2 separate regions of the Sminthopsis crassicaudata genome follow, and region 2 is linked to region 1. The links are chromatin contacts, called in public Hi-C maps. All regions are on one chromosome and are shown on one strand. Each heading gives the region's core, a stretch centred on a gene start, on an enhancer-like site or on the middle of the called end of the contact. The rest is flanking DNA. Distances are from core to core; before and after follow the strand shown. Region 1 holds the start of RHNO1 (RAD9-HUS1-RAD1 interacting nuclear orphan 1). Region 2 holds the start of DDX11 (DEAD/H-box helicase 11).

The links. A called contact is a pair of places that touch in the nucleus more often than the background predicts.
Region 2: a contact with region 1 is called in a Hi-C map of hippocampus, with 2.3 times the contacts expected there. The contact joins the promoter of DDX11 here to the promoter of RHNO1 in region 1. A contact is called at or near these places in 2 of 2 Hi-C or Micro-C datasets (fibroblasts and hippocampus).

What each region holds. Positions count from the first base shown.
Region 1 is chr5:195,137,215-195,140,399 of ASM4859323v1, reverse strand. It overlaps RHNO1 (RAD9-HUS1-RAD1 interacting nuclear orphan 1), which reads left to right and starts at 1,607. Exons shown (of 3, transcript XM_074269290.1): 1 at 1,607-1,742.
Region 2 is chr5:195,347,887-195,351,044 of ASM4859323v1, reverse strand. DDX11 (DEAD/H-box helicase 11) reads right to left here and starts at 1,423. Exons shown (of 27, transcript XM_074269303.1): 1 at 1,273-1,423. It overlaps LOC141543689 (maestro heat-like repeat-containing protein family member 1), which reads right to left. Exons shown (of 40, transcript XM_074269297.1): 40 at 2,862-3,158. The coding sequence ends at 3,058.

The DNA.
Region 1 (3,185 bases), core at 358-2,857:
TATCTCTCCATGGTGACATCTTATTTAGAACTTGTCAGTGGATTATTATCCATTAATATTCCATATACAACCTCAGAGTTTACCAACCACTGCCTACTTCACAGCTAATTTATGGGCTTCTGGTGACCATTCTATTTCAAGTTTAAAATTGCTTTAAATCCTTGCAAGCAAGCATAAATGTAAAATGCAAAGAATGTGCTTGGATCTGCAAGCAAATAATAAACTTAAAATGCCTGCTCACATCTCTTTTTTCAGTGATCTTCACATAAAGGGTTCAAACAAATTGTTCTCTCTTGTCCATCTATTTTTCCCCTTTGTAATATAATCATAGATGAAATCATTGACTTTGAAATGAGTTTTTCACAAATTTCCAAAGATAGCCACTGTCATTTTGAGGGAGCATAGGCAGGGATTAAACCTCTCTGGCATAGGTGATAAGGGAAATTCATACTTAAACCATATCAGCGCGCCTTAAGAAAATTATAATTATCACCAGAAATGTGAATCCTGCATATCTACAGTAATTGGGACCAAATTCAGTTCATTCAAAACAGAAAAATATTACAAATGGGAATCAGGGACTGCTGTGGATACTTTGACAATTTATGCTATGCAGAAACTTTCCCACATGACAGGAGCAAATAGTGGCAGAGAACTTCAGAACAGCATTGACTCCCCCATCTTGACTGGCTCTGGAGAGTTCAGAAATTCCATTCTGCTTTCCCTTTGACTTTCCTTTGACCAATCCCTCTGTTTGGCTCTTAAAGCCCTTTATCATTTGGTTTCAGCCTATTTTTTTCTTTTCTTTTACTCTTTAATCCTTAAACCTTTTTTATTTTTGTTTATATTTATATTTTGTTTTTTGTTCATTAATATTTAAAAATTATTTTAAATTCAATTTTATTTATATTTCTGAACTCTCTTACTCCCTTCCCCCTTCCTCCCCCATTGAGAAAGCAAGAAAAATAAAAACTATTACAAATATATATACTCAAGCAAAACAAATTCCCAGATTAACCATGTTGTGTGTGTGTGTGTGAACAAATGTGTGCTTCAGTCTATACCCTGAGTCCATTATCTCTCTGTCTAAAGGTGGATAGCATGTTTCCTCATAAGTCCTGTAGAATTATGATCACTTTGTTTATCAGAATTCCTAAGTGTTTCAGAATTGTTTGTCCTCAACTATATTATTGTATAAGTTATTCTCCTGGTTCTGCTCACTCCACTTTGCATTATCTCATATAAGTCTTCCTAGATTTCTCTGAAATCATTTCCTTTTTAATTGATAGGCACCTCCTTAATTTCCAATTCTTTGTCATTATGAAAAGAGCTACTACAAATTTTTTGTATATATGGGTCCCTTCCTCGTTCTTAACTGTCTTTGATGTACAGACCTTTAATTTCTATTTGTCTTTTTACCATATTTCTAGCACAATATTGAATACCAAAGGTGATAATGGAGATCTGAGCTTTGTTGTTGTTGATTTTAGTTTTGTGACGCTATTTGGGATTTTCTCGTGGACAGTGGAGTGATTTACCATTTCCTTCTCCAACTCATTTTACAGATGAGGAAATCGAGGCAAACAGGACTAAATGACTGGCAAAACAAATAAGTAACGGAGACCAAATATGAACTCAAAAACAGAATGCAAGGCCCTTCTCTCTATCCACTACATCACTACTTTCCATCCTTGCTTTGTTCTTGAGTTTACCGAAAAGACTTCTCATTTATCCACATTAAGGTAATGTTTGCTCTTAGTTTTAGATATATGCTACTTATTACTTTAAGGAAAACTATTTATTCATATGCTTTCTACCAGAAAAGGTTATATCTTATCAAAAGTTTTTTCTATAGCTATTGATATAAAAGATTTCTGTTATTAATATGGCTGATTATGTTTTTAAGCTTTCTGGTATATCTACATTTCTGGTATAAATCTTGTGTTGTCATAATGAATAATCTTTGTGAAATGTTGCTAATATTTTAATTAATTTTTTTCATCAGCATTCATTAGGGATATTGGTCTCTAGTGTTTTTGTTTTTCTGTTTTAACTCTTTCTAGTTTAGGTATCAAGACAATATTTGTGCTATTGGAAGAATTTGGCAGAGTCCTTTCTTTTCCAACTTTTCAAACAGTTCATTGTTCTCTAAATATTTGGCAGAATTTGACATCTATTGGATTATTTGCTGTCTAGGGGAGGAGGATGCAGGGAAGGGAGGGAGAAAAATTTGAAACACAAGGTTTTATAAGGGTGAATACTGGAAACTATCTTTGCATGTATTTTGAAAAGAAAAAAAGCTATTGTTAAAAAATGTTTGGTAGAATCTGCTTGTAAATTCATCTGATCTAGGATTTGGTTTTTTGAGGAGGAGAGATAGAGGTATGTGGAAATTCACTTATGATTAATTCTATTTCTTTTTTCTAAGATAAGGTTATTTAAATACTGTTTTTTCTGTTCTGTTAACCAGGATGATTTATAATTTTGTAAATATTTTCACTTCATTTTGATTGCAGGGGCACATAATTGAACAAAATAGCTCCTAATAATTTTTTTATTTATTCTTCATTTGTTGTAAATTCACCTTTTTTTTTGTTTGTGATAAAGGTGATTTGGCTTTCTTTCTTTCTTTCTTTCTTTCTTTCTTTCTTTCTTTCTTTCTTTCTTTCTTTCTTTCTTTCTTTCTTTCTTCCTTCCTTCCTTCCTTCCTTCCTTCCTTCCTTCCTTCCTTCCTTCCTTCCTTCCTTCTTCCTTCCTTCCTTCCTTCCTTCCTTCCTTCCTTCCTTCCTTCCTTCCTTCCTTCCTTCCTTCCTTCCTTCCTTCCTTCTTCCTTTCTTCCTTTCTTCCTTTCTTCCTTTCTTTCTTTCTTTCTTTCTTTCTTTCTTTCTTTCTTTCTTTCTTTCTTTCTTTCTTTCTTTCTTTCTTTCTTTCTTTCTTTCTTTCTTTCTTTCTTTCTTTCTTCCTTCCTTCCTTCCTTCCTTCCTTCCTTCCTTTCTTTCTTTCTTTCTTTCTTTCTTTCTTTCTTTCTTTCTTTCTTTCTTTCTTTCTTTCTTTCTTTCTTTCTTTCTTTCTTTCTTTCTTTCTTTCTTTCTTTCTTTCTTTCTTTCTCTTTCTTTTCTTCCTCCTTGCTTTTTTTTGATGTGTCTATTTTTTAAAATCTACCTTCTTTTATTAATTTATTGAGT
Region 2 (3,158 bases), core at 174-2,673, 210 kb before region 1:
AAAGGTCAACAGAGAAGAATGGAAGGGTAAGTAGTGTCAGAGCAGGGGAATGTGGTGTAGCACAGCACTTGCTCTCTCATGTCAAGCTGGGGTTAGGATGTCGGCTAAAGTGGAGAGCCATAAGGTGGAACTGGAGGGGCGTGCTCTTGATCCTGTGCTATTTAATATCAATGACTTAGACAGTTATAAATGGCATATTTGTCAAATCTCAGAACAACGCAAAGATCAAAGGCACTGTTAAATAAAGCAGACAGTGTCAAAGTCTGCCAGGGGTTCTGGCAGAAGCCTAAAGGTGTGTCGAGATGAAATATAAGTGTAAAGCTCTACCTTCGAATTTTAAAAATCACCGTAAGAAACAAACATGGGGATGCACGAGTAAGAGTGTAGAAAGATTCGGATGAGACGGCTTTGAATAATATACATTTTGTCCACAGGGAGGCGCTGTTTATTGAGCAGGTACGGCAGCGCGAGTTCTCTGTGGCCGCACATTAAGGGTGCACTGAGAGGGGAGTCGAGGCAGGCAGGAGTTACACATTTTATGAAGACAATGTTTTGAAGTTCGCAAAAAGCTACTCGTGTCAGACTCAGAAGTTTGCCAGGTTTTTTTTTTTTTTTTTTTTTTAAACAAATTAAGAAATGGAGCCTGAAGCTACGGTGTAGTTGAGTCCTTGGCTAACAGAATGATCAGCTCCCTGATTCCATAGCTTTCGTTCTAGGCTCATTGCAAAAAATAAGGCCCCTCCCCCCAAACACTTGGCGCTTTAAGTGCTTTTTAGGGTCTCCTCAACAGCCCACAATCGGTGTTATTCGGTTTTTCTGGGAAAGTAACTCCAGCCCTATCCACCACGGGGACATTAGGTAAATCAATTGCAGCGTCTCCGAGCTTAATTTTTCCATCTATGAAACCAATCCAAAAATTCCGCTATTTAGTCCCAAAGGACTTCCCTACGAGGAGCTGGGGAGCCACAATTAAGCGGGCGCGCTCTTCCGCGCACGCGCCTCACCCCATCCGGGTCTTTCGCCCGATTTCTCTCCCCTCCCCATCCGGGTCTTCCTCCCGGTGCCTTCAGCCCGGTCTTCCGTCCGGCCCCTTCCTCCGCGTTTTCCACCCCGCCCTTTCTGTGCCCGCCCCCTCCCACCCGTGAGAGTGAAGGACCGCTTTCTACTGAGTCCCGCTCCACGCCATCCTCTGATGCGAACCGCTCCCTCTCGGTGCAGCGCTCGCCTGCTCCTTTTCCGCCCAGGCCGGTGCCTAGCACCCACAAAGCTCACCTCTTTTTGAAACCGCCGCCTCCAGCGGAGAGCATCGGCCTCAGGCAAGACGTAATCACGTCTCCGCACGCATAAACGCCTCCGCTAATCCCGGCCCTGCAGGAGAGCCCGCTAAAGAGCGAGTTCTCCGCCCCCACCCTCGCGGGTGCCCGCGGCTGTGCGCTTGCGCTCACTGCTCCTACTCGGGCTCCTGGATGCGAGCATGCACACTCCTGATGCGTGCGCACGCTCGGCACGTACATTTCTGATGTATCATACTTTTTAAAAAGTAATTTTTCCAATTCGATGTAAAGAGAAACTTTAACATATATTTTAATAGATTTTTATTTTCAAAATACATGCAAGAGAGTTTTCAGCGTCCACCGTTCCTAGTTTTTCTCCCTCTTTCCCCAACCCCTCCCCCAGACAACATTCAATCTGGTTAAACATGTGCGATTCTCCTAAACACATGTCCATGTTTATCCACACTTTTTGGTGGTTGTGGTGGTTTGGGTTTGGTTTGTTTGTTTTGGTGTTTTTTTGGCTGAGGCAATTGGGGTCACGTGACTTGCCCAGGGTCACACAGCCAGGAAGTGAAGTGTCTGAGGCCGGATTTGAACTTCAAGGGCCGGAGCTCTATCCACTGCATCCACAAGCTGCCCCGTTTTTGGTTTTTTTTTTTTTTTAAGTTTTGAGTTCCAAATTGTCACCCTCCCTAAAGTGGTAAACAATTAGATATAGGTTATACATGTGCAAAACTTAAAACATTTACATATTCATCCAGTCGTAAAAGAGAAATACACTAATAGACAGGAAATGAAAATAGTCTGGTTCGACCTGCACTCAGACTGAATCAGTTCTTTTTCTAGCATTTTCCCTCATGAGTGCTTGGAATTGTCTTGGATCACTTATTATTGTGAGAATATTTGAGTCTTACAAAGCTGATCATCAGCACAGTGTTCACCCGGTTCTGCTCACTTAACTTCGCATCTGCCTTTCAGGTTTTCTAAAATTCACAGCTCTTATTCCTTTACATTAACACACATACAATCAGTCCCACAATCAATGTCATGCTGTCTGTGCTAGCAGGTGCATCAGATTCAAAGCCTTAGATATTGTCTCTTTGTATAGAAAAAGCATAAAAAAGGAGACAGAAAATGTCAGTTTCATCTTCAGATAAGAAATGGGGGGGAGGGTTTAATTTTTTTTCATACAGGAAATCATTCACTCATTCATCTGTTTCTTTGCTTAACCACTGAAGGTTTCAGGGAATTTGACAATTAGGAGTTATAAAACTCTTAGAGAATTAAGGAGAAAATAGTAAGAGAATGAGTTCAGCTACTCACTGGAAACGTGTAGCAATGAGAGGAAGAGAAGACATAAAAGTGTTTGAAGAAAAAAAGTGAAAAAGAAGGAAGACCATTGAGGAGGAAACATTTCCCTCTACTTGAGAAGTAAAGCTAGGAACTGTTCCTGTTTGGGGAGCTGCATGCAATTCCTTTCCCCTGCCCTTCTCTCCCCTAAAAACCATGAGATGAAAGCCACCTTGTTTTAAAATAAGGAAAGAAGCTTTATTGATGAAAGTTATACAGGAAACCAGAAGTTCTGGAAGGGTAGAATAGGCACAGTATTTTCTGGAAGCCAAAACTATATTGGGGGCGGGGGATCTTTCTAACCGTGGGAGTATGGGGCAGATAGGGAGGAAATGGAAAGGAAGAGGGTGCTGGGTATAGGTACCAAACCAGGAAGAGAAATCTGTGTAACAAATCTTCAGCTCCAGAGCAAACTCCAAAAAGGGATCAGGGATCAGGAGATTTTGAGCTCTTTCTGGACCTGATGCACAGACTTATCCAAATCTATAGTGCTTAAAAGATATTTTTGAGGAAGTATTCTCCTGGGAAACATTT